Linked DNA regions of Gossypium hirsutum: region 1 is linked to region 2. The links are chromatin contacts, called in public Hi-C maps. All regions are on one chromosome and are shown on one strand. Each heading gives the region's core, a stretch centred on a gene start, on an enhancer-like site or on the middle of the called end of the contact. The rest is flanking DNA. Distances are from core to core; before and after follow the strand shown.

The links. A called contact is a pair of places that touch in the nucleus more often than the background predicts.
Region 1: a contact with region 2 is called in a Hi-C map of leaf, with 4 times the contacts expected there. The contact joins the promoter of LOC107951095 here to the promoter of LOC107887115 in region 2. A contact is called at or near these places in 3 of 34 Hi-C or Micro-C datasets (hypocotyl and leaf).

Annotation. Positions count from the first base shown.
Region 1 is chrA03:57,693,391-57,697,029 of Gossypium_hirsutum_v2.1, reverse strand. It overlaps LOC107951095 (homeobox-leucine zipper protein ATHB-13), which reads left to right and starts at 2,068. Exons shown (of 3, transcript XM_016886013.2): 1 at 2,068-2,815; 2 at 2,922-3,298. The coding sequence starts at 2,689.
Region 2 is chrA03:57,194,633-57,198,440 of Gossypium_hirsutum_v2.1, reverse strand. It overlaps LOC107887115 (probable LRR receptor-like serine/threonine-protein kinase At1g14390), which reads left to right and starts at 1,345. Exons shown (of 7, transcript XM_016811260.2): 1 at 1,345-3,153; 2 at 3,237-3,370; 3 at 3,461-3,704; 4 at 3,795-3,808. The coding sequence starts at 1,929.

The DNA.
Region 1 (3,639 bases), core at 819-3,318, 500 kb before region 2:
CATATTCTGTATACTTAAATTCTTTTCCTGGGTCCTACCTGTCCATTTTTCTTTCCTTGCTTTCACAAAATAATTTATTCAAGAATTTAAACTTTAAACCGAAAAACAATAAAAAGAATGGTGAAATGTTAATCAGTAAATTCATTCACTTTCACCTTCTGAATAGAAATAGAATGGTGATATTTTAATATTGTGCATGGCAGGAGGTAATTTTGTACTATTCTTTTGCATGTTATCAATTACTTTATATCTTTATTATATCTTCCTGTAATTGATCATGAACAAGGGTTTCAGTTACTCAACATTAATGCTGTATTTCTCTTGATAGATTTTGTATTTTGTGTTACTATTTAGAAGAGGTAAAAGCTAAAAGAATTTGTGGGTTCTCTTGGCCTTTGAACAATTAAGAAATTCATTGTGAAGGTGTCTTCTGATTTTCTATCTATGTTTGTTACAAGAAAAGGGCTTTTTCGACTATATCTTTTTAACGTGACTGCATTTTATAATGTACTTATGTCATGTCATAAATTCATCTCTCCATTTTTGAGTAATATATATATAGCATAAAGGTTATTCTCTCTTTTTTATTCTCATAAATCATTAGTCAACATCATATGTAATTTCATCAGATGCAAAACATCTTCATCCTAACAAATTCAATATAATCTTTCAACTTTATGTCCCTTAATTAGTTCGAAATTTTTATAAAAGATAAAAAAAGTTCGGAATTACGCATCCAATGAATTTTCTTCATTTTATTCATTTGCAAACAATGGTGTAAGAGAGAGAAGAGATGAATCGTCATGATCGTGGTAGGAGCCATAAATAGAAGCCAAGCGAAAAAAAATTATAAATTCAGAAAACATAAGAAATAGAAAAAAAGAAAGCAAAAACTTGGTTACACTTCAAATGAAGTCCACAGCTCAATAAGGTTAAAAATATGCATATATATCAAACAAGACATGGATAGCAACAGTAAAGAGATTTTTGAAGGGATAGAGGTACGACAACAACATATTTGACTGTTGTTGGTTAGGTTATAACCATATATCGAATGGTGAAAGTTGGATGAGGGGCGTAATAAGACTGACTGGCACCCTTGATCCATATGAAAATGGAAGCATCAAGCATCCATGTTTAATCAGATATCCTGATTTTGTTTAGGAAGTTCATAGACCGAATTCACACTCTGGGTTTTTTTTTTTTTGAGATCATGTATCAATTATTAAGTGAGGTGGAGTGATATTAATGAAGTTAAGAAAGGGAAGACGAGGATAGGACATGAAACGAGTGAGTGCATGAGGCAAGAAAGGAAAGCATTGATTGAGATAGAGATGGACAGATGGGGCTCAAAGACAAAACAGACCAGCTCTTCTTGGGTCCTTAAAACAGGAGTTTTTGTTTCGGCTTCTCAATCTTACATTTTTTTTTTTACAAAAGATGATGGAAAAAAAAAACTTAAAAATTAAAGAAGTTTGAAATGGATACGCATTCAAATACGGAGGACTGAAACTGATAAAAGGATAATGGATGGGAAAGAGGCCTAATGCACGATACCTGTTGGTGGTTAGGTGGTAGTCCCTGCCCTGCCCCCCTCTTTGGACCCATTCCCTAGATTCCTTCTCTCTCTTTCTCTCATTGTAAATCCCCCTCACTTTAGACCCCAAAACATATCTAATCATCCATGAATGATCCAACTCATTTCTCTTTTCTCTTAAGCAACTCTTATTCTCTTCACACACCCATGACACCGTAAAATATCACAATTTTCTCTTTCTAAGAAACCCTAAACTCTTTTTCACCCATATGAACACTTTGCTTTTCTTCTTAATTAACTTGTTTAAACAAAAACAAAATCAAATTTTGTTAGGCCTATTTTATGTATATTATATTATTTTTCCTCTCTCTAAGTCACCCAGTTCACATTATTAAAACATGAATACGCCATTGTCTCTTAAGTGGTAGAGAAAAAAAGACCAATACAATGAAAATGACCTCAAATAATTGGAGTTAGGATGGTATTGGAATCACTCTTTGATAATATTTTCGGAGGCATCACATTACTATTACCAGGTTCAATTCCCATTTAATTTTCTAACTATGCCTTCTTTTTCTTTTCTCACTTTTGTCCTAAACAAGCAAATGCGTGTTTCAAAAATTGTTGCTATTTTTTTTAAACCACTTCTTACGAAATTTTGTTTACTGTTTTTTTTTTTTAAAAAGACATCTTTTCCATCTGCGATAGCAAAAGCAAAGTCCTATTTATAAAAAGAAAATAAAATTAAAAACATATTTTTTAATCAAATAAATCCATCCTGATATAAGGAGAAGCAGAACTGTATTCATCATTCATGCATAACTCTCTCTCCCTCTCTCAGAAAATATATTATACAAGAAAGAAAGCTTTTTTTGCAAGTAGTTGATAAGGTATATAAGCTATCCCCTTTTAACAAATCACTGCACCACCTTCCAATTCAAGAAATTCCAATTTTCCTTATTATTTCATAATCAAATCTATCTTCTGCTTTTCTCACATTAAACTTTGTGTCCAATCCGAGCCGAGGATCTGCTGCATAGCCTTCTTTCCTCGAACAACAGCATGACAGTCATCAGATGATGAACATAGAGTTTTGTTAGTAGTAATAGAGGCTTATTAAGGCCCTGAGCCCCTGACTGCTGTGCTGGGTCATGTCTTGCAATGGGATGGCTTTTTTCCCAGCAAATTTCATGCTCCAATCTCCTCATGAAGAAGATCATCAACCCTCAACTTCTATCAATCAAATGCTTCCTTCTTGCCCGCCCCAAGACTTCCATGGTATTTTTTTATATCTTTCTATCTCTACTGAATAGAAAAAAAATAAGGGTTTAGCAGTTTATATATGGAAAGTATATATGATTGAATATTTTGATTTTTCCTTTAGGTGTGGCATCATTTCTTGGGAAGAGATCAATGTCATTTTCAGGGATAGATGTGTGCGAAGAAGCAAATGGGGAGGATGATTTATCAGATGATGGTTCACAGGCAGGAGAAAAGAAGAGAAGACTTAACATGGAGCAGGTAAAGACTCTTGAGAAGAACTTTGAGTTGGGTAATAAGCTTGAACCTGAGAGAAAAATGCAGCTGGCTAGGGCTCTTGGTTTGCAACCAAGGCAGATTGCTATTTGGTTTCAAAACAGAAGAGCTAGATGGAAAACCAAGCAGCTCGAAAAAGACTATGATCTCCTTAAGAGACAGTACGAAGCGATCAAAGCAGATAATGATGGACTCCAAGCTCAGAACCAAAAGCTGCATGCTGAGGTAATAATCTTAACTAAATATACAAACGTCTTCATTCACCTTTCTGTTTTTATTTTTTCTTTATCATGTCGTCCTTGCTTTATGTTAAGAAAAGCTCTAAAGCTTCTATTCATCAATCGAGTATACAGTTGAATAATTGAGTTTGAAGACTATGATCTTCTATTATGATCATGCTTTATTGACTTTCTAGGGTGTCATGATTTATAGAACCTTATTTCTGCCAGTACTTTCCTGAACAAAACCTGTTTTCTTGTCACATGTTTACTATACTTTATGATGGGTTGATTAATCATTGTTATGAAGCTCATGGCAATAAATAGGGATCTTTCTTTCAAGTTACA
Region 2 (3,808 bases), core at 96-2,595:
CTATTGAATATCACAATTCATATGTGAGCAATTATATCAAATCTATTCATATTTCATTTCAATCTACCATATAGCCTAGTCAAATTATGTTTATATAATCCTATTGACTTTACTTGGATTTCAAGACGGATATACAAATTAACCAACTGGCATCTGAATCTAGCATTGTACTATATTATCGAATAAATCGAAAGAAATTTATTGGCACACACTGTGCATCGTTGGACAAGCCAAAGCAATTATACTGTACATCATCGGATAAATCAAAAAAAATATATTGGCACATACTATGCATCATCGGACAAGTCAAAACAATTATACTAACATGCGTAGTACATATTGGATAAACCTAAGTAATTCTGATGGCACCTAGAGAAAAAAATATACTGGCATACAATCGGATCTTTATTACCAAAAAAACTAAAAAAAGAAAAAAAGTCAGATATTGGATACTTAGTCTTTCTATGTTCTGGAATACTGCTATTAAGAAAGTAAATAACATGAATAAAATTTATGGAAAAAAACTTTTTTCCTTCTATATAAATGATAGGATCCCATCAATAAAGTAGGACTTACCTTCCCTCTTCTTAATCTAGATTAAAAAAAAAAAGCATCTTCTCCAAGGCATTCCATGTGCATCTTTATTCCTTGCTATATAAAACCGCCCTTCCCCTATTACATAATTACTACATTACCATGCTTCAACTAGCCCCATTGCTTCATAAATCTTGAATATGCGCATATAATATCAAACGTATATTTACACACAGTTCTCAATATTTTATAAAAAAACATAATAATCAAGGAAGGCAGCTAAGCATTGAACAAAAGAAAAAGCAGAAGAAAGGCAGGTAAGCTAAGAACAAAAAAACAGGATGGATAATTGGATACCATTCCCTCAAAAAAGAATAATATAATAAGTTAAGGGATTTGGTAAAACTAATACATCATTAAAATCCGTGTTTGAAAAATTGACAACTTTTCACCTTTATTTTAATCATCTCACCGACAAAACGGCATTGGTGACACAGGAAAACGGCCAAACCGGGGGGGGGGGGCCATTCCCGTCATTTTCCCCTCACACTTCCACCGGCGGGCTCCTTATATAGCACTGCTTTTAGTTATGGGATACTGATGTAAAGACACTATTTTGGTAACTTACACACGTGATTCAACCTTGCTTTTTGTGCTGTTTTATTGACTTATTTAGCTACTATTAATTAAATTTTTATTAAAATTAAAAATATTTAAAATAAAATTTGAAAATAACAAAAAATTGAAAAATATTTAATAAATGTTAACTAAGGGATATATAAATATTTTAATATTTACGCACTGTACATCACTTTCCGGTCCTCAAAGTTCTAGCGTAACATGAAGCCGAGGTTGCCGCAAACGGAAGTGTTTGAACTGAGAGCCAAAAGTTGACTTTAACTCCAATTTAATATGATAGATCTTGTATCGTAGTATCAGGATTTCCAGGCAGTATCATTGCATGGTCTACTTAATTGCCAATATTTATTTATTCTAGTGAAGTTCCCAGTTCCCACCTTAGATTTTTGATTCTGATTTTCAAGTTGACTGAACCATTTTCTTTCTTTCGTTCTTTAAATTCACCTTCTCATCTACTTTGTAAATAAATGCGTTTTCCAACAAATTTAAGTGTAGTAAAGTAAAAGTAGCAGCTTTATCCTATAACCTTTAATAAGTAGTGAGCTAAACCCAGATCAGATATTTGTCTTTTTTAGATGAAAACTTCATTTATTGGGTGCTGCTGGGCCTCTATGCGCTAAAAGGATGTGTGCATTATGCTACTGAATGCATCAAGTTAATGTGATTGCTCCCTTTCCCAGAAATGTTTTCTCCTTCTTCTACTCCTACTTTTTAAGGTTTATCTTCCCTTCTTTTTCTTTTTGAGTTCAACAGGAATGGAGACTTCCAGGGTGGGTTTCAGTTTATTGCTTTGTACAATATTCATGGTTGTTCCAGTTTCAATAGGTCAGCTTACTTCAACCGAAACCAGGCTTCTTTTCCAAGTTCAAAAGCTTCTTGAATACCCTGAGGTACTTCAAGGATGGACAAAGTGGACCAACTTCTGTTATCTCCCTCATTCTCCTTCTCTCAAGATTGTGTGTGCAAACAGTCGCGTGACGGAGATAACCATCGTTGGAAACAGGAGCTCTCCAGCGAATGTTGTACCAGGTTCTGGACCACAGGGTTTGTCCGGCAAGTTTTCCATGGATTCATTATTCACTGTCCTCACCAAGTTTTCTAGTTTGAGAGTATTGTCCCTGGTGTCCCTGGGGTTATGGGGTCCCTTGCCTCCCAAGATCAACAGGTTTCATTCACTCCAAGCTCTCAACATGACCTCTAATTTCATCTCCGGCAGGATTCCTAAGCAGATTGCATCGTTCCAGAATCTAACAAGTCTGGTTTTGGCTGATAATCTGTTCAATGGGAGCGTTCCAGATCTTACAGGCTTACCACTCCTTAAAGTTGTGAATTTGGGTGGCAACCTCCTTGGACCTCAGTTTCCTTCATTGAGCCAAAGTCTTGTAAGTATCACGTTGAGCAACAACTCATTTAGATCCCAGATCCCTTCAGGACTGAAGAAATTCAATCAGCTCCAGAGGCTGGACATCTCTTCTAATAGACTTGTGGGACCACTCCCATCGTTTCTATTCTCCTTGGCTTCAATTCAGTATCTTAATTTGGCCCAGAACCAATTAAGCGGAGCCCTTGCTTCCACTACAGGTTGTAGTAACAACCTCTCCTTTGTAGATATCTCAAACAACCTTTTGATAGGGAAACTCCCTTCATGCATCGGATCAAACTCCAGAAACAAAACAGTCATTAGTTCATGGAATTGTCTGTCTACTGGGAATTCAAATCGCCAACATCCTTATTCATTTTGCAACAAAGAAGCATTGGCTGTTAAGCCCGTGGAAAGCAAGGAGCAGGAGGAGCCTGGGATCAACTTGGGTCTAATACTCGGTATCATTGGAGGCGTTGTTGCCATTGCAGGAGCTATTGCTTTGTTGATGTTTGTGATTATTCGAAGATCACGAACAACTGAAGACGCAAATTATGATGAAAGATCCATTGTAGACAAAATGTCTGTTCGTAGCTCTCCCAAACCACCCATTGATTCAAGTAAGACCATCTGATTTTGTAAATACTGTCATCATTAATTCAATTTCGACCTACCAAAATTTGGTTTCTTTCCTACACCACAGGGCGAGTTCCACAGACAATGAGATCAGCTGCAATTGGGCTTCCACGATATCGCGTTTTCAGCTTGGAAGAAATTGAAGATGCAACCAACAACTTTAACCCATCAAATTTTATGGGGGAAGGATCTCAAGGGCAGGTAAATACATTTTGTGTTAAATTGTCATTAATCCCTAGAGATATACGTTCAAGATGAATAGTGGTTACTTTTGATTGATGTATGCAACAGCTCTATAAAGGTTGGCTTGTAGATGGGTCACTGGTGGTGGTAAAATGTTTGAAACTAAAGCAGAAGCATGCACCTCAAAATCTGATACAACACATGGAAGTTTTGTCCAAGCTGAGGCATCGTCATTTGGTTAGCGTTCTGGGACACTGTATTGTAACTTACCAGGATCATCCTAATGTTGCCACTACTGTGTTCGTTGTTTTCGAGCACATTTCCAACGGATCATTGCGGGAACATCTTACTGGTAAACCTAAACCCCTTAAATAATTTAAAGGAACAGGGCAAAAGGATATTAATGTTATTTACTCGTTGATTTGACTTTGGGAATTGGCAGATTGGAAAAAGAAG